Linked DNA regions of Mus musculus: all the other regions are linked to region 6. A link is a contact called in public HiCAR-type, HiChIP or PLAC-seq and promoter capture Hi-C data. All regions are on one chromosome and are shown on one strand. Each heading gives the region's core, a stretch centred on a gene start, on an enhancer-like site or on the middle of the called end of the contact. The rest is flanking DNA. Distances are from core to core; before and after follow the strand shown. Region 1 holds the start of Zfp706 (zinc finger protein 706). Region 2 overlaps Gm32970 (a long non-coding RNA gene). Region 3 holds the start of Mtdh (metadherin). Region 4 overlaps Stk3 (serine/threonine kinase 3). Region 5 holds the start of Laptm4b (lysosomal-associated protein transmembrane 4B). Region 6 holds the start of Cox6c (cytochrome c oxidase subunit 6C). Region 7 holds the start of Pop1 (processing of precursor 1, ribonuclease P/MRP family, (S. cerevisiae)).

What was found. Promoter capture Hi-C pulls out the DNA fragments that hold promoters and counts their contacts. HiCAR-type assays count read pairs that join an accessible place to other places. HiChIP or PLAC-seq counts read pairs in DNA pulled down with a chosen protein or histone mark.
Region 1: a contact with region 6 is called in a promoter capture Hi-C map of erythroid cells, with 13 times the contacts expected there. The contact joins the promoter of Zfp706 here to the promoter of Cox6c in region 6. A contact is called at or near these places in 2 of 39 promoter capture datasets (erythroid cells and liver), 1 of 484 Hi-C or Micro-C datasets (CD4 T cells) and 1 of 9 other capture datasets (adipose tissue).
Region 2: a promoter capture Hi-C map of pre-B cells shows a contact between it and region 6, with 3 times the contacts expected there. The contact joins the enhancer-like site here to the promoter of Cox6c in region 6. A contact is called at or near these places in 4 of 39 promoter capture datasets (the 3T3-L1 cell line, 3T3-L1-derived adipocytes, embryonic stem cells and 1 more).
Region 3: a promoter capture Hi-C map of liver shows a contact between it and region 6, with 4 times the contacts expected there. The contact joins the promoter of Mtdh here to the promoter of Cox6c in region 6. A contact is called at or near these places in 4 of 39 promoter capture datasets (the 3T3-L1 cell line, hippocampal neurons, liver and 1 more) and 2 of 115 datasets of contacts at active chromatin or transcription factors (astrocytes and embryonic forebrain).
Region 4: an H3K27ac HiChIP or PLAC-seq map of T-cell acute lymphoblastic leukemia shows a contact between it and region 6, with 15 times the contacts expected there. The contact joins the enhancer-like site here to the promoter of Cox6c in region 6. A contact is called at or near these places in 6 of 39 promoter capture datasets (the C10 cell line, embryonic stem cells, hippocampal neurons and 3 more), 1 of 484 Hi-C or Micro-C datasets (cerebral cortex) and 3 of 115 datasets of contacts at active chromatin or transcription factors (T-cell acute lymphoblastic leukemia, astrocytes and embryonic forebrain).
Region 5: a contact with region 6 is called in a promoter capture Hi-C map of pre-B cells, with 3 times the contacts expected there. The contact joins the promoter of Laptm4b here to the promoter of Cox6c in region 6. A contact is called at or near these places in 2 of 39 promoter capture datasets (hippocampal neurons and pre-B cells) and 1 of 115 datasets of contacts at active chromatin or transcription factors (astrocytes).
Region 7: a HiCAR-type map of astrocytes shows a contact between it and region 6, with 6 times the contacts expected there. The contact joins the promoter of Pop1 here to the promoter of Cox6c in region 6. A contact is called at or near these places in 14 of 39 promoter capture datasets (the 3T3-L1 cell line, 3T3-L1-derived adipocytes, the HPC-7 cell line and 9 more), 2 of 484 Hi-C or Micro-C datasets (CD4 T cells and cortical neurons), 6 of 115 datasets of contacts at active chromatin or transcription factors (astrocytes, embryonic forebrain, forebrain and 3 more) and 2 of 9 other capture datasets (adipose tissue and liver).

The regions. Positions count from the first base shown.
Region 1 is chr15:37,006,112-37,008,811 of GRCm38.p6, forward strand. It overlaps Zfp706 (zinc finger protein 706), which reads right to left and starts at 1,291. Exons shown (of 4, transcript NM_026521.4): 1 at 1,017-1,291. It overlaps LOC115488529, which reads left to right. Exons shown (of 2, transcript XM_030248876.1): 2 at 745-2,362. The coding sequence ends at 1,693.
Region 2 is chr15:34,774,648-34,777,347 of GRCm38.p6, forward strand. The region is part of intron 2 of Gm32970 (a long non-coding RNA gene); the gene reads right to left. Among named protein-coding and RNA genes, the nearest start is that of Kcns2, 61 kb to the right of the region's middle. Within about 2 kb of position 1,299, at least 22 of the 459 cell types and tissues checked have an H3K27ac peak or open chromatin away from gene starts, as enhancers often do. A contact at or near this core is called in pre-B cells, where this site is marked.
Region 3 is chr15:34,081,280-34,084,051 of GRCm38.p6, forward strand. Mtdh (metadherin) reads left to right here and starts at 1,440. Exons shown (of 12, transcript NM_026002.5): 1 at 1,440-2,134. The coding sequence starts at 1,757. Gm41291 reads right to left here and starts at 1,947. Exons shown (of 1, transcript XM_011245387.3): 1 at 463-1,947. The coding sequence starts at 1,728. The coding sequence ends at 1,195.
Region 4 is chr15:34,889,534-34,892,233 of GRCm38.p6, forward strand. The region is part of intron 10 of Stk3 (serine/threonine kinase 3); the gene reads right to left. Among named protein-coding and RNA genes, the nearest start is that of Gm52204, 19 kb to the right of the region's middle. Within about 2 kb of position 1,293, at least 42 of the 459 cell types and tissues checked have an H3K27ac peak or open chromatin away from gene starts, as enhancers often do. A contact at or near this core is called in T-cell acute lymphoblastic leukemia and pre-B cells, where this site is marked.
Region 5 is chr15:34,236,575-34,239,359 of GRCm38.p6, forward strand. Laptm4b (lysosomal-associated protein transmembrane 4B) reads left to right here and starts at 1,452. Exons shown (of 7, transcript NM_033521.3): 1 at 1,452-1,848. The coding sequence starts at 1,750.
Region 6 is chr15:35,936,858-35,939,557 of GRCm38.p6, forward strand. It overlaps Cox6c (cytochrome c oxidase subunit 6C), which reads right to left and starts at 1,389. Exons shown (of 4, transcript NM_053071.2): 1 at 1,268-1,389; 2 at 298-427. The coding sequence starts at 414.
Region 7 is chr15:34,494,007-34,496,706 of GRCm38.p6, forward strand. Pop1 (processing of precursor 1, ribonuclease P/MRP family, (S. cerevisiae)) reads left to right here and starts at 1,305. Exons shown (of 16, transcript NM_026340.3): 1 at 1,305-1,409. Rida (reactive intermediate imine deaminase A homolog) reads right to left here and starts at 1,240. Exons shown (of 6, transcript NM_008287.3): 1 at 1,047-1,240. The coding sequence starts at 1,111.

The sequences.
Region 1 (2,700 bases), core at 41-2,540, 1.1 Mb after region 6:
TTAATGTCCCCCTGTCTTAGTATCAGATCTTTACTAGATCATTCTGATTGTCTAAAACATCTTAACTCTTCCATAAAGCATGGCTTATGTATGTGAATTACTTGGTGAACAGATCTTAAGGGTTTTATGCTTAAGTTACAGAACCTCACATCAGTAATTCCAGAACTTTCCTTGCCATCTAGAAATTAAAGCAGCTACTTTGATAACCTTTTCATGAAGCGTGCTGTAAAAACAATGCCATCAGATAAGCAAAAACTATTTTTTAACTTTTGCGTTTAGGGCTTCTCCTAAAACACAACAGAACACCTAAGATTTAACCCATTTTCTTTACCACCACCAACGGTTACAAAAAGGCAAACGCTTCAATAAACACAAAATGTAACACTAGGCAAAGGAGATCTGTTCTAACAGGCTAGCTGAGCGGGGCAGGCCCCTAACTTCTGACAGCACAGATTTCCTTTCTGAAAGCAGAAGTGCAAACGATCCAACCACCTGCTTTCGGACAGTTCAACTTACAATTTGCTCTTGACCAGCTCATCGAGTTTTTGACAAAATCTTACGTATAAATCGCTCCCTGATTAAGTGGGACAAACTGAAAGGCAATAAATCGTTTGCAAACAGTTACCAGCTGATTTTTAATAAAAGTTTTAGCTTTCCCAGGAGGCTGCAAATGAGCTACGAACCAGGAAGAGTTCTTGGAATACCAGGACTCTTGAGAAGGAGGCCCTAAGGGGCCGCTTAAAGAGAAACAACTTACTCTGAGGCCGGGGAGCCAGGAAATGGGCTCACACTCTGCAACCAGCCAGAGCAAGGGGCCCAGGTCGGCTCCGCGGCACGATCCCAGCTCTCAACAGCCATTCGTGGGCAGACTCAACCCCACGGTTGCAGCCCGGCCCGCCCGAGGCCTCGGCGGCCCTCAGCCCCGCGCCCGCTCCGCCGGGAGTCCGACGCCCGCCCCGGCCTCCCGCCGCCGCGTGCCTCCCGCCCCGGCTCCCGCGTCCTGCGGCGCCGCTTACCCGGGCCGGGCCGGTCTGGCGTCCGAGAGACCGCGCAGCGCGAGAAGAGCTGGGCAGGACGAGTAGGGAAGGAAGGGTCGAGCCCCGCACCGCTTGGGGCCTCCGCCACCCGCAGAGGAAGGACCGAGCAGAGCCGGGAGCACAACAGCCCGCGCCTCGCACACCCGCCGCAGCGCGCGCCCGCCGCGCCTGAGCCCGAGGCAGGCCCGTCGCTCGTGCCCGCGCACGCCGCGCCGCACTCCCAGTCGCCTCAGCGCCGCCTGCTTGCCCGCGCGGTCCCGCCCCTCACCTTCCTGCGGCGGCTTTGCCCCGCCCCTCTAGCATGCCCGCGTCCTTCCGGTCTGCAGGCCAATGGCAGCTCTCCCCTGTTACATAAGCGCGCGGGGGCGGGGCCTAAGACGGGAACTGCGGGGCCCTCGCCCGCCCCTCTGCTTCCCGCCCGCTCTCTCGGTGTCGTCTCAGCGTGTCCCCCTGCCCTTGCGGTGTGTGACCTCCGGTCTACGGGCGGCTGTCGGCCGAGTGGCTCAGCAGTCACTCTTTCGTGTTTCACTCACCCGGCCTGGCCTTTGCCCCGCCGCCCTCGTTTTTCCCTGGCCAGCCGGGAGCCCTGTAAGGCGCTAGCCGGAGCGGCGGGGGAGTCGCGTCCGGGGCCCCGCGTGGCCGCCGCTCGGCCATGACCCCCTGCCAGACTCGCTGCCATTGTTCCCTCACTGGTTCCGTGCTCAGGGTATTTTGACTTACTAGGGACTTTCACATAGATGGAGACTTGAGCCTGAAAAATCGGCTAAATCCTAACGTGCTCGCTTGGCCTGTGCAGGCTGGCTATTGGATTGCTAATACTTGGGGAAAGAATAAAAGGTCGTTCCCCGCCTCCACTTGATTTAGACCACGTTGTGAACTTCAGATACCTTATTAAGAGCGATTGCAATTCTAACATCTAGTGGTGGTTAGAAATGGCGTTGTAAATCTCTGCATTTGTTGCCCTGTACCTGCAACAAGCTGCTCCCCATTAGATCTAATTAGGTTATAGGTATACTGCTTTTGTGGCCTTAAAACCACTATGTGGTTCAGTCTGTCCTAGAACTGAACCCTTTCACCTCCACAGGAGCTACATGACCATGTGTCGCCATGCCCAGTCAGAATCTCAAACTTGCCTGCCAGTAGCCAGAGAATTCGTTGACTATGAGCATAGTCTACTTTACTTGTACTATGATAACCTTGTCACAGTATTGTTAAAAATAGCCAGAAAGGTGCAACGCAGCTGGGCCATGATTGAAGTGGGCTCATCTTTGATTCATTTCACTTTATGCTCACAAGCCTTTATTAAAATGTAGTTACGTGTTTAAGTTTTGTTACTGTTGCTGATGGTAATCTGTAATCTCCTTTTTATTACTGTATAGCCAGTGACCAACAAAGTGCTGAAAAAACAATATTGAACAGAATGTGTCTAAAGAGACAGGTTTGGAACAGACATGTCAAGAAGCTATAACATAGTTATTAATGGTGGCCACATTTACTGTTGTGTTAATCTGCCTTTTGGGTTGAGAGTCTTGGAGGATCTAGACTTGGGAAATACAAAGAGCTGTTTGTCTAGTCATGAATGACAATGGACACTGCAACTAGACTGTGACATCTGCAGGGGTGAGGTGGTGTCTGAAGTCTTGTGAAGTAGGATTGGTTTGTT
Region 2 (2,700 bases), core at 49-2,548, 1.2 Mb before region 6:
TAGAATATTAACAATATTTGTGAAGTTTTTCATAGGTTTCTGTTTATTAGCAGAAGAAGATCAAATGTGTTTTACCCAAGGAATTTCTTTCATTCATTTTTCTTTTCTCCTCTCTCTCTCTCTCTCCTTATATTCTTTACATTCTTGTGACAAAGTTTGTGAGCCTGTTGGGAAGTTTCACTGATTTTTTTTTAAATCAGTATAGACTGATAGATAATTGAACTTTATTTTGAAGCTTTTTATTTAAGAAACTCAGATAATTTAATGTTTCCTTGAGTGATCTCAAATTTGTATCACCAGCAAGCAGCATGTCTGTCCTGTGTACCCTTTTGGTAAGGCCAGAAAGGTTTTGGGATAAAACCAGAACTTTGGGCTGTGGATGGACTGACCAGGCAGCTCCTGGGACCAGCTCACTGAGGCCTGCTTGTTGCTACAGCAGCAGATACTAGACTATGTGGATGAAGATAAGTCTGGGTCAAGGAAACTCTTCAGACACTAAAAGTAGAAGGAAATTTCTGGAAGGGGTTAGATTTTTTTTAAAAAACGAAAACAAAAAGGAAAAGGAAAAGCATGGTTTGACCAGGACATCCCTACCCAGTAATAGGGTTAGACAGCTAGACATAATGAGGAAGACGTGGATAACCTGGTGGTCCTGAGGGAACAGAGGAGAGGGCCTGTAACCCTAGGCTGGTGAGGCCAGCTGTCAACATCTATCACAGTGATCTGAGAAGGGTAGGTTTTACTGCAGTGAGCAGGAAGTATGAACCATATAGCCACCATATCAATTAAAAGTGGCAGAAACTTAAGCTTGCTGCACCACAGAAGTGTGGTGATCTCAATGGCCTTGATAGGCGCTGGGGTCCCAGGGAAGCATCTGTTTTTGACTGCCAGACCCAGAAGCTCCAAGAGATTTTCCTGTGGAGGAGGAATGTGGGGGACTGATACCTACCTTGGCAAGAAAAAGGGTAGTCAACCTACAGCATCCTGCCTGTCGACAGTTAGGGTAGGGTCCTGGTGACAGGCAAAGTCCAGGGCAGTTCTTCACCCAGTGACCAGTGTTTATGCCTGAAGCATGTCTTATATGGAGTCTGCTTGTGCCCCATTTTCTCTGGAGGTGGCCTGAGGCCTGCTGCCAGGAACTGGCACTTCTGTCTATCACAGGAAGCCTTACCGTTCTTTCCTGTTCCTCCTTTCCGTTAAACACCTTTAACACTACTTCCAGCTGTGCTCTCTGAGGGTTTTGAGGGTCATCATGTATGTTTTAAGTTCTCTTCTAATAACAGGATCCTGAGAGAGGAAGTGAAAGTTGAGGACAAGCATGCCCTCTTGAGAATTAGACTCTAGCATGGTGTGCTGAAGGAGAGTCAGGCAGTGAACTCAGCAGGATTCTTATCTGGCCTCTGGGTAACCTCTTTCAGTTTGCCAAAATTTACCACCCTATGGGAGGCTTAATGTATCCTTGAGTCTGAAAAGGGAAAGAGATTTGAGAAGGAAGGGCGAGAGGAGTTTTGAAGGGTCTAATTTTGAATGAGGGGCGGGAGATTTAAGAAAGGGCAGCAGTAAAGAATTCCCTGGGCCCAGCAAGGGGAGGCAGGAGACTTAGGAACTATTCTTTTTTTCTAAGTCCAGGTAGTGGGGGCTGTGAAAAGAATCCCACCAGAATGAGGGTACCAACTGCATGTCTAAGTGTGAGGAAAGAGAGGCTGTGGAACTCTATTCCTATCATGAGGATAAATGGAGACACGGAGAGAGCACCATGGTAAGGGGTAGGGAAGGGCAGTAAGACGGAGTCTCAGTTCAAGGGTATCCTTGGGGGACCAAGCTTTGTCAGAGAGATACCCAGCATCACAGCGGACAGGCATCCTGTCCATGTAACTGGGGTGCCTAAAAGGGCTTGGGAGGCAGCCTGGCATACCAGTATGGATTCTGTTGAGCCAGAGGGAGGAAAATGGAAGAAGGGAGGAAGGGAGGAAGGGGGTGGGAGATAGGGAGGAGGTGGAGAGGGAGAGGGAGAGAGAGGGCAGGCACTCAGTAGGTAGGGAGAAAAGAGTAGTAATAAAATGTAAAGAGAAGTAACCAAAGAGACACACTCTATATTTGAATATGGTGGGTAGAAAAGGCCAGCAAAGGCAAATGATCCATGCCCAGGAGAGCCAAGTCAGCAGTTTAGTTTGGTTATAGTAAAGATTTTAGGGGTTCAAGTGTCTTTCCCAGGTTTGGGTACCAAATGTAAATGAGGATCAATGAAACAGCTGAACTAGATCACCTCGTGGGTAGAAAAGACAGTCCATTGGAAGAGAGACTACCGCACTAGCTCAGAGAGGAAGAGCAAGAGCCTAGTGGGAGAACAAGTGCTGTATGTGGCCGTCAGCAGGGTGGGGGACCTGAGCTGGTGCAGGATGTTCAGGTTGATTGGGAACCACATGCAGTTTGTCTCTATCTACTGACTGTTGGGGCCAGAGAAGGGAAGTCGTGACTTTCCTGACAAATAGAAATACACATGATGAGGTTTCGGAGGAGTGCTGAATTTGGGTTTCTGTTTATCTGGTATCTGGCCTGGATCAGGCCTGGACTACCGTCTTAGGACATTGTCTTCAAAACTGCCATTTTGGGGAGCCTGCCACTCCATTCTTAAGAACTAGAGAACTCTGTCAAACCTCTGATTGTGTGTGTGCATGCATGTGCACATGTGTGTTTACA
Region 3 (2,772 bases), core at 190-2,689, 1.9 Mb before region 6:
GCATACACAAAGAGGAGGGAGTGAGAGAAGGAGGGCGAGATATAATGACAAGTATGTCCCTGATACCAAATACAGCAAGTGGAAAAAAAAAAAAAAAAAAAAAACTACAAGATGACCTGATCTTACTAAATCATTTACTTGCTAGACTGTCAAAGGGACTAGTATGCTAACCTACAATTTCTGTAATTCTCTAATTCATAAATCCACAGGTGATGATCTAAAACGATCAGTAGAACTTCTTAGAAAAACTATGACCAACCCAAATAGGTGGGGTTATAAATCTTATTCCAAAAATATGAATGGAATTTGTTAATTTTAGAGGTCATGCAGATCTCATTTTAAGGTTCTGGCCTTTATAACTTAGCCCTTAATTATAAGTCTGCAAAAAAGCTTAGCAAGAGTAGCTTATTACGTATAAAACTCTATTCCACCCATTAATCACAAGACTCATTACAATACTGATGGGTCAAAATACATGAATAGGTTTTTAGTTTGTATTTACTTCAGCTGCTTACATGCTAATTAACATTTAATTATAGACACTGTTTCCTTACCGCAAAGTCAAAATACAAATAGTAGGGTAGTCCTCAAGCATTTTTAAAATTAAGAAGGGAAGAAGCGCCTCAGCTCTTTATTTTTGGTGCTAGGAATCGACGCCAGAGCCTTGCATATGTTCAGTAAGCATGTTCTATTGCTGAGCGACATTCCCCAACCCACCTAGTTTCCTTCTAATGCTACATTTGACTGTTGGACAACACAAGCATTCAAAAATTGCAATTCTTTTGGGGTTGTATAAAAGCTTAAAATAATATGCTTCTCTTGCATATAAATACAGTCTAAGGGCTTCCTCTCAATATTTCCTATTAAGGCTACAAATCAGTAGAAAAATAATAGTGCCTCCCACGGGTTTGCCGACTTTTTAAATCTGGAGCCTGACAACAGACAGCAGGAGTGAACGACAGAACAGACGCAAACGTTGGCAAACGTTAATATGCTAGTCCGCCCCGAAGAAATACTCGGATGTGAATTACACGTGCTCGCTGCCTCAGAGTCCACCGAGCTCCCTCTGGAAGCATCCAACTGGCCCCTGACCTAGGGAGAAAAAGCCGGTCCACTGCACCACCACTGCAGGAAAGAGAGCGGAAAGCCTGCTCATACTCCGATGGGTTTGGCCGCCTTGCTCGTGCGCAGGCCTCACACCTGAATCCCTCTCAGCATCCAGAAAGCCCGAGCCTGAAGGAGTTCCACCGTCAGATTTCTAGCTCCCGCTTCGCAAGCTCCGAGTCGCCCCAAGCCTCCAAACCCACACAGCTCAAGGAGACCCCACTCCAAGACTAGAGTCCGCCCGGCCCCGCCCATCGCCCCATGTGACGCATGCCCCGCCCACAGCCTCCACGTGACCCGACCGGCCTCCGCGCGCAGCGTGGATCGCGGCCGGAGCCGCCATTGTTCCGCCGGGGGAGGACAGCGGGTCCTGGCGCTGGCGCCCCGACGCCGCTTAGCGGCCGCCTCTGGAGACACTCTGTCCCCGCCGCCCCGTGTCCTCCTGGTGGCGGCGGCGTGAGGCCGGCTGCGGAGACTGGGAACCTTTGGCTCTCCCCGTGGCGGCGGCGGCCCTCTATCCCCTACTCCGGCGTGAGGGTTGGCCGCGATGCGCTCGGCCTGAGGTGTCGCGGCCCTGTCGCCTCCCACGACTGTTCCAGCGGCGGCTCCGCTCCCCGGCGTCATCCCGCGAGTCTCTCTGACGGGAGGGAAGATGGCTGCACGAAGCTGGCAGGACGAGCTGGCCCAGCAGGCCGAGGAGGGCTCTGCCCGGCTGCGGGAGTTGCTCTCGGTCGGCCTAGGTTTTCTGCGCACGGAGTTGGGCCTCGACCTGGGGCTAGAGCCGAAGCGGTACCCGGGCTGGGTGATCCTGGTGGGCACCGGCGCTCTCGGGCTGCTCCTGCTCTTCCTTCTAGGTTACGGCTGGGCCGCGGCTTGCGCCGGCGCCCGCAAGAAGCGAAGGAGCCCGCCCCGCAAACGGGAGGAGGCGGCCCCGCCGACTCCGGCCCCCGACGACCTAGCCCAGCTGAAGAATCTCAGAAGCGAGGAGCAAAAGAAGAAGAACCGGAAGAAGCTTCCTGAAAAGCCCAAAGTGAGTAGTGGCGAGGAGCCCGGTGGTCAAGGGAAGCGAGAGCTCAGGTCGAGGTGGTAGGTGAACACGTTCCTTGAGAAGGGGGAAGTCGGAAAGTGTAAGAACCAGTAGGAAAGTCGCGTTTTCCTGAATGGAAATTAACTCCAGGGGTAGGTATAAATAAAAGTGACCAAACTTACAGCCATCATATGAGAACCTTGGTTTCCCCAAAAGCAGATCCTTCCTAGAGGCCTGTGAAAGAAAGTAGGCTGCATGTGGAGGTTAATGGGACCTTACAGTGACGTTGGGAAGTTCTGAAAAGACTGCCCGGTAGAGAGAGATGTCTATCTCAAGCCACGTTGAGACCTGAGACCGTCACGGAAGATAGGGGTGACCTAAAAACTGGCTTAAAGAGGATTACAGGTGTTCAGATCAAGCCATACTCATCTTAGTTGGAAATGTTAAAGGGAAATGGTTACCCTGTCTTATCCTGGTGAGTGTGGCCATTGGGTTGCTGGTACAGGAACTGGGCAAAAGGGAGCTGGCGATCTAATACGCCTTCGGGATATATGGCCCCGAGAAAAACATAAGGCAAGTACAGCAAAGTAGTCTATAGTACAGTCAAAGGATGTGGAAGACTTTTTTGTTTTTTAATAAAG
Region 4 (2,700 bases), core at 43-2,542, 1.0 Mb before region 6:
AAAATGAGACCAAGGGAACATTACTGTCTTAGGGTCCTATGATCGAGGTATCAACTTCCAAAGGTAACCATCCAAGACTCTAGTCTACGGAGAGGACTATAGTGTCTGTGCACTGAGCCATCCTGTTTGTCATTACTTGTAATAAGCACTCAGCAAACCTCATGCTTGGACCATTATGGTAAACGAATGGGCTGCAAGGACTTTTACAGTGTTTCAATGGAAAAGGTGTGAGTGGGGTAGGGCTTAAACATTCTGGTTTCACTTGGTAGAGCACAAAGCACGAGGGAGTCTGCCTCTAGTATTACCTTTAAAATGAGTACCTCCCCAAATGTCCCCAGAGTCTGTCAGTGCCAGGGCAGTACCAAGCTGACATACCTGGGAGGCCAGGCTCCAGCCAGACACCTGCTTTCTGAGTGGCTTCACAACTACTGTGACAACACAAGCGAGCCCCAGCTGGGGCTCTTCAGAGTGCATCGAATCTCACTTTGCATCTACACACTGCCCTGCCAGGAGACTGTGGTCGTGAGTGGAAACTTGGGGATCAGAATGTGAGCTCTGGTTTGAATAATACACATTAATATGAAGTAGTTTTACTAGTAAATCTTTACATTTTATTTTACAGGATGAAATTTCAGCTTACTCTTTAAAAAGTCCATTTTAATAAGGATTAAGGGGAAATGCATCTGTAATTAGGAAGCAAATGAGAGCCATGCTGTTGGGTTATCTCTGCTGGAATAATAATAACGCAGCTATGCAATACAGAAGTCAACGTGCTCCTGAGGAACTTTCCATGTACAAGTGGCTGGAATATTTTGTTGTTTAAGGAATCGTCTACGCACTGTTTTGTATTCTCAGATAACACTATGTGATCCCCAGTCCCGAGTGATACAGCAGACCAAGCCCTACGTGCCTAACACCTGGAATGAACAGAAGCAGTGAGCAAGAATAGTGTAAAAAAGATGTTCCTTGCCTTTTTTATTTCAGAAGAGGTACAAAACCAAAATAGACAAAATTAAATTTGCTAAGAAACTATTGTTAAACAGAATCATATTCCTTAAAGCCGGTTCACACACACTGCCCTCTCTGGCTATCAGTGTTCTCTTTCAGTTCCACTGGCCCATTTTCTATTAGGGACATTCACACGAGAAAACTTTATCAGCTCCTTCTCTTTTGCCAGAGTGTGTCATGTGTGAGAGGCCCCGAGGCCCACCATCATCAAGCACAGTCTCTGTATCCTCAGCACCTCACTGAAGCCCAGCTGCAGTGCTGACAGGCATGGCTCTGGCTATTGCTTTCTTCCTGCAGATGTGTTAACTGCCTCATTTCATCATCCTCACTACAAAGCCTGCTGCCAGACTGTCCTCTTTCTCACAGTCCACAATGGCTGTCATGTCAGCAGCTGCACCAGGCTATGCTGCTCAAAAAAGGAAGCACTCTTAAATATGAAGGCATCTGTGGGTTTTGTTAACTACCTTCCAATTTTTCAGTCACCCCAAACTGTTTTTCACTGATCTTTTTGCATTCTAAATTATAACAATACCAAACAGGGCACGTGACTCTGCCAGGATGATGGCAGTGGATTTTTCTCTTTCCCTGGGAAATCTCTGCTCTGATCATTCAAATGAGACACTGTTTAGTGGCTCCTAAAGGAGTGGGCTTCTTAGCTAGCTTAGAGCAGAGTGAATAACCTGCTACTATTTTTCGAAAGGCTTTTAAGTCTCATTAAGAAAGTTACTACTGGAAGCCAGTAGAAAGAAGTAAAATTAAACACTCCAACATTACCTGAATTGTATGGAGTGAGTTCTGAGTGAGCAATCCTCAACAGGGTGGAGGTGAGGTCAAACACAGGAGGTGCACACATTTGTGAAGGATGGATACCTCCAGCTGATCGCTGGCTCTTGAGTAGTTAGGAAGACGGGTCCCTTTCAGATTAATGGTTTGTGGAACCGAAGAACATGAAGCCACTGTGCTCCACAGACATGAGCAATTGTTTACTGAAGCCCCCCTCACAACGACAAGGTTTCACTCGGCCTCCATGAGAACATTATGTCTTTGGCTAGCCAGCACCCTCTGCTGCCCATAGTTGGTGCTGCACATCTTCCACCTTTAAGAGAGAAGACCTGCTTTTCTATTTTTAAATTTCACCTTTTTTTTTTTTTTAATTTAGCATTATGTGTTTTGAAACTCTTGTCTAGACCAGAAAGGAATCACCAATAGCATTGATGGGCTGTGTGTAAGGCAGTAAACTATGTATGGATAAGTTTGGCAACTAGGGACTAATAAGCTGTTTCAAGGCTTCAGTGAGAAAGTATCCCTCAGAACGTGTTGGACACTCCCTGGGGAGCCGAGTGAGTGAAAAGACCTGGACGGCATTCGGCTATTTAATGTTTTCAGGCTAGCTCTACAGGAGATATTCTTTTATATGGATTCATGTTACTATGGATATGTCTATACAATGCAGTAGTTACATGAATCAACTGCTTGCCTCCAGCAGACACTGTAATCTTACCTAAGGCAACAGTTTTGTGAAACAGTAAAATACTATAACTTTTGAAAGTTTACAGTTTTAGAAACACCAGAGTTTATTTGAACATTCAGGAGGCTGGAGAGATGGCTCAGCAACCGACACTGGCCGCTCTTCCAGGGTCCCTAGGTTCCATTTCTAGCACCCATAGGACAGATTACAACCCCTGCAACTCC
Region 5 (2,785 bases), core at 202-2,701, 1.7 Mb before region 6:
TACTAATGTTTGTGGTTTTGTTCACTAATGGCTGTGGGCATAATTATATACTCTTTTTGCAACCCTGAGGATGGAGCTCAGAGCCTCCTGCATCCTGAGATAACACTCCACATGAGAGGAAAGCCCCAGCCCATAACTAACAATAGACAATCCCAGAGAGAAAATTATCTTTAATGTTACGAAGAAAAGAAACAAATACCGAGCTTTTCCAATTCCTCCCACAACAGTTATCCTGCTTGTATCTTTGCTCAAGGACCTACACGTGGTATCTCTGGGAATAGAAGCCAAGTTTAAACTAGAGTGTGGTAGATGCACGTCTTTGTGAAACTAACCAATCTTGAACCATCTTTCATCTTATTTGACATGTACTTTAATTTAAATCGAACCCATTTTAAAACTTTTTTAAATTTTTGTTGTTTTTCAAGACAGGGCTTCTCTGTATAGCTCTAGTTGTCCTGGAACTTACTCTGTAGATCAGGCTAGCCTTGAACTCAGAAATCCACCTGCCTCTGCATCCCAAGTGCTGGGATTAAAGGCATGCGCCACCACTGACCGGCCAAATTGAACCCATTTTATTTCTTGTTCTAATCCTGAAATAAAACTTTCACATGGTCTCTTTTTTTCCCTTCCTTCCTTTCCTTCCTTCCTTTCTTCCTTCCTTCTTTCCTTTCCTGAAACAGGGTTTCTCTGTGCAGTTTTGGCTGTCCTGGAACTTGCTCTACAGACTAGGATGGCTGTCCTGGAACTTGCTCTATAGACTAGGATGGCTGTCCTGGAACTTGCTCTATAGACTAGACTGGCTGTCCTGGAACTTGCTCTATAGACGCTGGCCTGCCTCTGTCTCCTGACTGCTGAGATTTAAAGCGTGCACCACCACCAATGCCCGGCTTCACACGAACTTTTAATTTAAGTTATCAGAGCTTCTTAGCTAGCACTGTGGTCATCAAAGGCTAAACTTGGATCCTATCCAAAACAGCAGCTGGAGGGACATCCCCCGCCCCCAGACCCTAGTCCTCTGCCTGGGCTCTTTCAACGCTGTGTATTGTGACTTGCATAGATCTTTTGGCAGTAATTGTTTTTTTGTTTTTGTTTTACTAGAACTTCAGTCATTATTAAAAATGCCACGGAAGCACAGTGAGGATGCCCTTGACACACATTCTATTTTCTGGGAAAAGATTGCTACTAAAGTAATTGAGCTGGGAAGCTGAGATAAATTGCTCTCTGCGGGTTCCGCAGTGGTTCAAAGTACCGCAGTTGACTGGAATAATCATTCTAAGCAGTTTTCCTTCCTTCCGCCAGTTTGCAAGATAACTACAATCCTAGCACAGCATTCACCGGTTATTTGCAAGCTAGATGTGAGGCAAACACAGCTGGAATGAATCTGAATCCTAACCAAAGGTGCACCCCATTTCCGGAGGAAAATTCTGGAGACTCCCTCAGGGTCCAGCAAGGAAGCATTTATTTGGCGCAGCGCTCCCAGCGCCCGCAGCTGGCTGGAGCCGGTGGTGACATCACGAGCCCGGGCAGGCCACGTGACCCACGGCTTCTCCTCCCCCCTGCCTCCTAGCGTCGCCGCGGTCTTCGAGCCCAGTGTCCCGTCGCAGCGGCCACTCGGAGCTCTCGGTACAGTGCAGAGCCAAGGGTCGGGCGAGCGGTCCGAGGGTCGGGGCGGCCAAGGAGAGGGGCAGGAGCAGCGGACCCAAGACGAAGCGAGCGACGCTCTCACAAACTTCCACGAGCGCCGGAGCTATGAAGATGGTCGCTCCCTGGACTCGGTTCTACTCCCACAGCTGCTGTTTGTGCTGCCATGTCCGCACCGGCACCATCCTGCTGGGCGTCTGGTACCTGGTGAGCGCGCCCTGGCGTCGAGGGAGCCCCCGGGGTCCCCACGCGCGCCGCTCACCCCGCGCCACTAAGTCGCTTCTAGGTCGGCGTCGGTCTGGGGGCCGCCCGCGATCATCCGCCTAAAGTTGTATTATTAGAAAGTTAATTCTCGGGGAGAGCCGGGCTGCAGTGGCGGGGGCATGTGGGGCCGGGCGGGGGGGGGTGGGGCACCGGGCCCTGCGAGGTGCGGGCCGGGCATGTTCACCCCCGGGACGCACCACGGCTACACAGCGTTCGCCCTCGCGAGTTCGCGTCCGAGCAGAAACGGTTGGGAAATTCTTGTTCCTCTCGAGAGGATTTTCCTGCGTACGCCTGTTTAAAGCTCTTACACAGGGAAGGTACCCAAGTGTGCCTGTGTTCCAGTTGGCTTGGAGAAGCCATCTTAACAACCACTCAGGTTCCTGCCCGAGGACAGGTGATCCCTCTGAATAGGCACGGCGGGCAAATTTAGTTTTCTTTAAAAATGGCCTTCAGGTTGGCGCTCACATTTGTGTCAAGAACAAACATGTGATTCTCTGGGGCAGCGAGTTAGCTTGATGGATTCTTGCCCTGTGGCGCTGGCTGCCCTTGGTTGGTGGTTGGCAGCCTTGGACTGAGTCGGATTCCTCAATATTTTGGATTTTGTGACATCATTTTAGAGAGATCCGAGCTACTTGCTGCAGAACAACGAAATGTAGTTGAAAGTGGTAGTTAAGTGGCATATAAAACTTTTTAGTTAGAACATATTCTTAGCTCCCTTTGATAGTTTAAAAAGATATTCAGTATTGAATTGTAAACTGCCTTGTGCCATTTTAAACAATGCATTCCCCTTCCACGTGATGTTACAGTTCTATTTATAGTCTCAAGTTTTCTTTAGTTGGGTCCATTATGGCCGCATAATAGAATTTTTTAGTCTTAAAAG
Region 6 (2,700 bases), core at 139-2,638:
TCAAGGCTTCTGTATTGGGTAGTATACCAACATTCCCTTGGTGCTCAGATCTCCAGACTTAGAGTAAATTATAACATCAGATTTCTTGGTTGTCAGCTTTACCTTGATACCTGGGAAGAGGGAACCTGTAATGACTGTGGCGCATTTTCATTTGAAGATAGGGTTTCTGTTACGTTGAAGCCTTTGGAAGGTAAATGAGGGAAATATCTTGAAGATAGAGTTTCTTTTTTAAACAGCTCTTAACTAGGTTTAAAAAATAATGTTTTAAACGAACAGCTTGTGACCTAAAGCACATACCTTATAGGCAGCGGCAACTCCCAGGGCCACAATGAATGCGCCAGCAATATGAACCCGCAGACGCTTGGCCAGAAGACCACGCATCTGTGGTTTGGGCAACAGCGCACCGGAACTCATGGTAGCCAATGTCCTTTGCGAGTAAAACAAGGAGGGGAAAAAAAAAAGGCTTGTAACAGGTTAAGTGATTGAATGAACTCTACATGCACAACGTAGTTTAGTATCTACAATCGCGGCCTAACCCCTCCTGCAAGGTCAATGACTTTGGCAACTTCATCTTTGCCCGCTCCTCTCCTACGCATTTCCACTACCCGCAACAAGGCGGTAACCAGCAACAAACCGATGAGCAAAAACCATGACAAAAGTGTCCCCCATCCACAGAAAGGCAGATGCGACCTAGCTGTTGCCTTTTCAGAATTCACCCTTAGGAAGAAAAGCCTTCGGGGAGAACTCAGGTCACTGAAGCTGTGGGACTAGAGCCCAGCAAGCGCCCCGAGGGCCGGTGGAGCAGGCGCGACAGATCGGGGACCCTCCAGCTTCCCAATTCTACTCCCACACCAGGCCGACCACCGGGGCCCCTCGGTGCCTGAGTCCCCTCCAAGGTCGCACCCCTTATCCAACTGGAGCACCAGCCCCCGCAGGTCAAACGACCCAATCAAGGTCAACCTGGCCGCGGCAAAATACAAGGGGAAACGGGCCCGGCCGGCCACCAGCGAGACCCTGAGGCTCCGCAGAGCTCCTCCGGAGCCCTAAGAGCGCACGCGGGGAGATGGCGGGGCCGCCCGAGTTCAGGCCGGTCAGGCCCGCAGCCTCCTGAGGACGCGGCGGGGGCAACGCGCCCACGAGGAAGGCAGGCCCGAGGCTCCACTGGGCTGTGACGTGCAAGACATCCTAGTTCGCCGCCCCCACGAGAAGCCGAGAAACCCGCAGTTGTCAAACCCCAGAATCTCCTCTCTCTCTCCACCATTCTCACCTCTACACCAACGTCCTTCCCGGTTCTCGGAGAAACGGAGAGCCTTCCAGCAGCACGCATGCGCAAGAGTCGATGGAGGACCCGGCGACGGTGGCCTAAGGAGTCCAAAAGTATTCAAGCGCGCATCCAGCCGGTCACAGCTGAAATTTATGCCAGTTACACTATGTCTTTTTTTTTTTTTTTTTTCCCTAAACAGGACCTTGAAAACGAGTCCTGACTACCTACAAAGGTTTCTTCAGTAAATTACAAATATTAATCTTGTCCGGTGTTGTGAACTTATTAAGGAATTCGTATATATTTCACATGTGGGGAAAAAATAATATACTCTATAAAGGCACTACATCATCTGAGAGCTTTTTTTTTCTAAATGCCCAACCTTGAGAAAAGGCATATCTTGGGGGACATGACATTTGTGTCAAAGGATTGCCCAAACCACATGAATAAGCATTTTCATTACAACTACCTCGGCACAATAAACGCTTGGTTTTTGGCAAAGAGCGAGAAAGGCCAATTTCAGAGTTTAACATGTAATTTTAGAACCGATGCTGTGGAACAAACTAGAGATGTGATCCCACTCCACTGCCAGACTCAATGATCTGCTTAACAAATCGTAATGGGTATTTGTGTCGGGTTCTTAATAAAAAATAACGTGTGAACGGGAACAACAGGGATGTTTTTGGAAAGCCGACTAAAGATGACTTTTCGTGCCTTGGGACGTTTATCTTACTTCAGTGACATCAACTAGATTCACAGGTGTTACTTAAGTCAGCTGAGTAAGCCTACTTTATATATATGCAGGGTTTGAGAGGGCTTAGGAACCCTGCTTGAGCAGTGACACATGCACCATCACACTATATGGAGAATAACTGAAGGTGTGAAACCACTGAACTGAACCCATGGTTACAAAGAAAGGTTCACGGGATCAGAGTACCAGGGCTACGGTTAATCCCACCCGGTGAGAATAGTGAAAACGGCTACTGTAAGTTTTGAACCAAATTTAAAACAAGCTTTATTAAGCATTGGCCAGTTCAGTGGACACTGTCAGGTGCATACCTAGGAATCCCAAAATACATCGCCACATTACAACTCAGTCAGAGGCTTATAAAGGCAACCCCCAAAGGGTCAGTACTTCCCACCTTCGTCCAATCAGGGGCACGCTTAGATCCCAATGTATTTCCTTATGAACCTCCAGCCTACCTCCACCTGTGTGTGATCAAGCTTATCCTGTAAAGTTGGGGCAAGTGAGGTTGTTTACAGAAGAGAAAACACCATAGTTCACTATCTTACATAAGTAACAGCCCCCAGCACTCCAGAGATTATCTGCCCTTGGGCAAGTGAGGCTTACAGGTTAGAGGCATGTTTGATTGATAGATCTCTTAAGCCCAGTAATTTAAACTTAGAATACAACTTTAGCCTTCAAGCAGATTTTATAT
Region 7 (2,700 bases), core at 55-2,554, 1.4 Mb before region 6:
GGTCTTCACGTCAGCACTAGGAATGCTCAAACAGGAGAACAGCAGGTTCTAGGTTAGTCTGAGCTACAAAGTTAGTCTGTCCTTCATAGCACCCACAGAAGGAAGTGAAAAGAAAGTACCATTTCTATTTAAAAGCACTTCTGGTAAGCAGAGATAAATGCCAAAGGGTAGTTTTTATTTTTCCAGTACATATATGGTTAGCTCTAGTATATAGGATAATCTCAGAAGATCACCTTTGGTGTTACTTGCATTTGATATTAGTGGTAAATAGGCATGGATAAACCATTCATAAGCATCATTGCATTCCTACACGTTATAGAAGCCAGAGACTAGGATAGACATACAGGTATTTGCTGAGTACTGTCCAAATGAGACAAGCATATCTTGTAAATTAAGAAAGGGTTAGATCAAACTTCATGCTAGTAAAAGAAGCCTGTCACAGAGGACCAAACAGTGTATTATACTTTTTATAGCAAACGTCTTTAACAGATAAACCCTATAGTGATGGAGAGGAAATAAATGGGTGGTTGTAAGGAGCTGGGGAAAGATGCCATGTGGAATAAATGCTAATGGTATAAACCTTATTTTAGGTTGGATGTAAATGTTTTGAGAATAGAAAGTGATGATGGCTACACAACTTTTGGGCATAGTAAAAGCCACTGAATTGAACCCACTAACAGAATGAGAATTCTATGGGTTGTTTATTCTATCTTAATAAAATTGTTACAAAAACCAAAACTAGAAGCCACCAAGACGAAAGGCAAGGGGGTTGGGGTGATGCCACTTCTAACCAGAGAAAGCATGTAGCAAGCTCGCCTTCGGGGCCCCGGCAGCTCCAGATGGGGGCAAGATCTTAGGAGTGCAAGTTTCTGGTAGCACCAGGGCTCCCCCATTCTCTGAGGGATTTGGATACACTGTACTCTTTCTGAACTTAGTTTCTTCGCGCGTTCTAAGACTCTCTTTTGCTCGGACCAGCAGGGGCCAAAGCTCCAAACTTGCAACACTGCACCTACCTGGTCCTTCAGAGCTACAGTAAAAAACATTACCTGTAGGGACCAATGGCCGCCGGGGCTTTTGTGGTGCTGATCACCTTTCTGATTATGGACGACATGCTAATCCTTCCCTCTTGAAGACCCTCCAGAAGAAGAAACGATGGTAAGTAACTACACCCACTCTTGTCCACTGACCAGACAGCCCTAGGCAAAAGAGTTTTAGTTCAGGGACAGCCCCGTGCGAATTCGCACGGCCCGATGGGAATTGTAGTTTACAAGCGACTCCGGGACACGTGGAGGAAGAAGCCGTGCTGCGCACGCGCCCTCAGCCCGCTCGCTCACCCTCTGTGGTGGGAGCTTCTAGGGATCTCAGAACCTTGTCATTCTTACCGGCGAAGCCCTCGGAACTTTTGGCAGGTTGGTGGTGAGGCACTAATGCTTAGCCGGGGCCGCCAGCTCGCGGGGGCCTCGCGTGGGGGCTTGCCCACAGTGGCGGCTTCGGCTTGCGGCGCTTTTCACTTGGGGAGGTCCATGCTGCCCGGGCGGGCCCTCTTGCAGTCCAGAGCCTCAGGCTCCTGTGCTCGTTTTTATGCTTATCGTTGCCCTGCCAGGCGGAATCCCCTCTGGGAATGCGCTTGTATCCCTTTCTGGGTACCGTAAAGGACAGGGATGGGTCATTCCGGGGAACCAAGCAGAGGTGTGGGTTGTCTGCCTTTCGCCATCCCGTGCTTCCTTTCTATGCATGATCGCCTCAAGATTTGAGCAGACCGGGGTCTGCTTTCCGGAGGCGAGTCATCTTCTCCTAGCTCACGACTTCAGCTTTCTCACTAACGAACCTGGGTAGATAAGAAGATGTACTAATTAGTAACTGATAATATATCATAAGGAAGTATATTTAAAACAATTCTTTAGTGTAGCTGGTATAATTTTGCCTTTTGAGAAAGATAAAAACTAATTTTTACTCTCTAAATAGATGTGTGTATGTTTATTTTTTCATAAATACGAGTTTTGGTAGAGTATTTGATACTGCAAGACATAAAGCATCTAAAGTGGTTTTGTTTGTTTGTTTGTTTGTTTTGTTTTTGTTTGTTTGTTTTTTGAGAGGGTTTCTCTGGATAGCCCTGGCTGTCCTGGAAATCACTTTGTAGACCAGGCTGGCCTCGAACTCAGAAATCTACCTGCCTCTGCCTCCCGAGTGCTGGGATTAAAAGCGTGGGCCCCCACGCCCGGCTTTTTTTTTTTTTTTTTAGAGCTGATTTGTTGTTTGATTTTTATAATAGTCAGTGATGAGATGCTATTTTGCCTAAATATGTAGTACAGTCGGAACTATAATTAGGGCCAGTTGTTGGAAAAGTCTATCTCAATCCCAAATCCAAATTAATGATTTAAAAAATATAAAATTTAACCCAGCAACTCAATTTCAAACTAGTTTTTTAAATCAAACAATGCAGCCCAGCACAATCCAAAGACGTGCGGCATGAGAACAATTTAAAGAGAAATTTAGGCCTGTTTTTATATCATTGTTTCCTTTTTTTTCTTTTTCTTTATTTAATGTACGAGTGCTCTGCTGCATATATATCTGCCTGCCTGAAGAGGATATCAGATCCCCCTATAGATGTTTTGTGAGCCACCACGTGGTTGCTGGGAATTGAACTCATGACCTCTGGAAGAGCAGCCAGTGCTCTTAGCCTCTGAGCCATCTCACCAG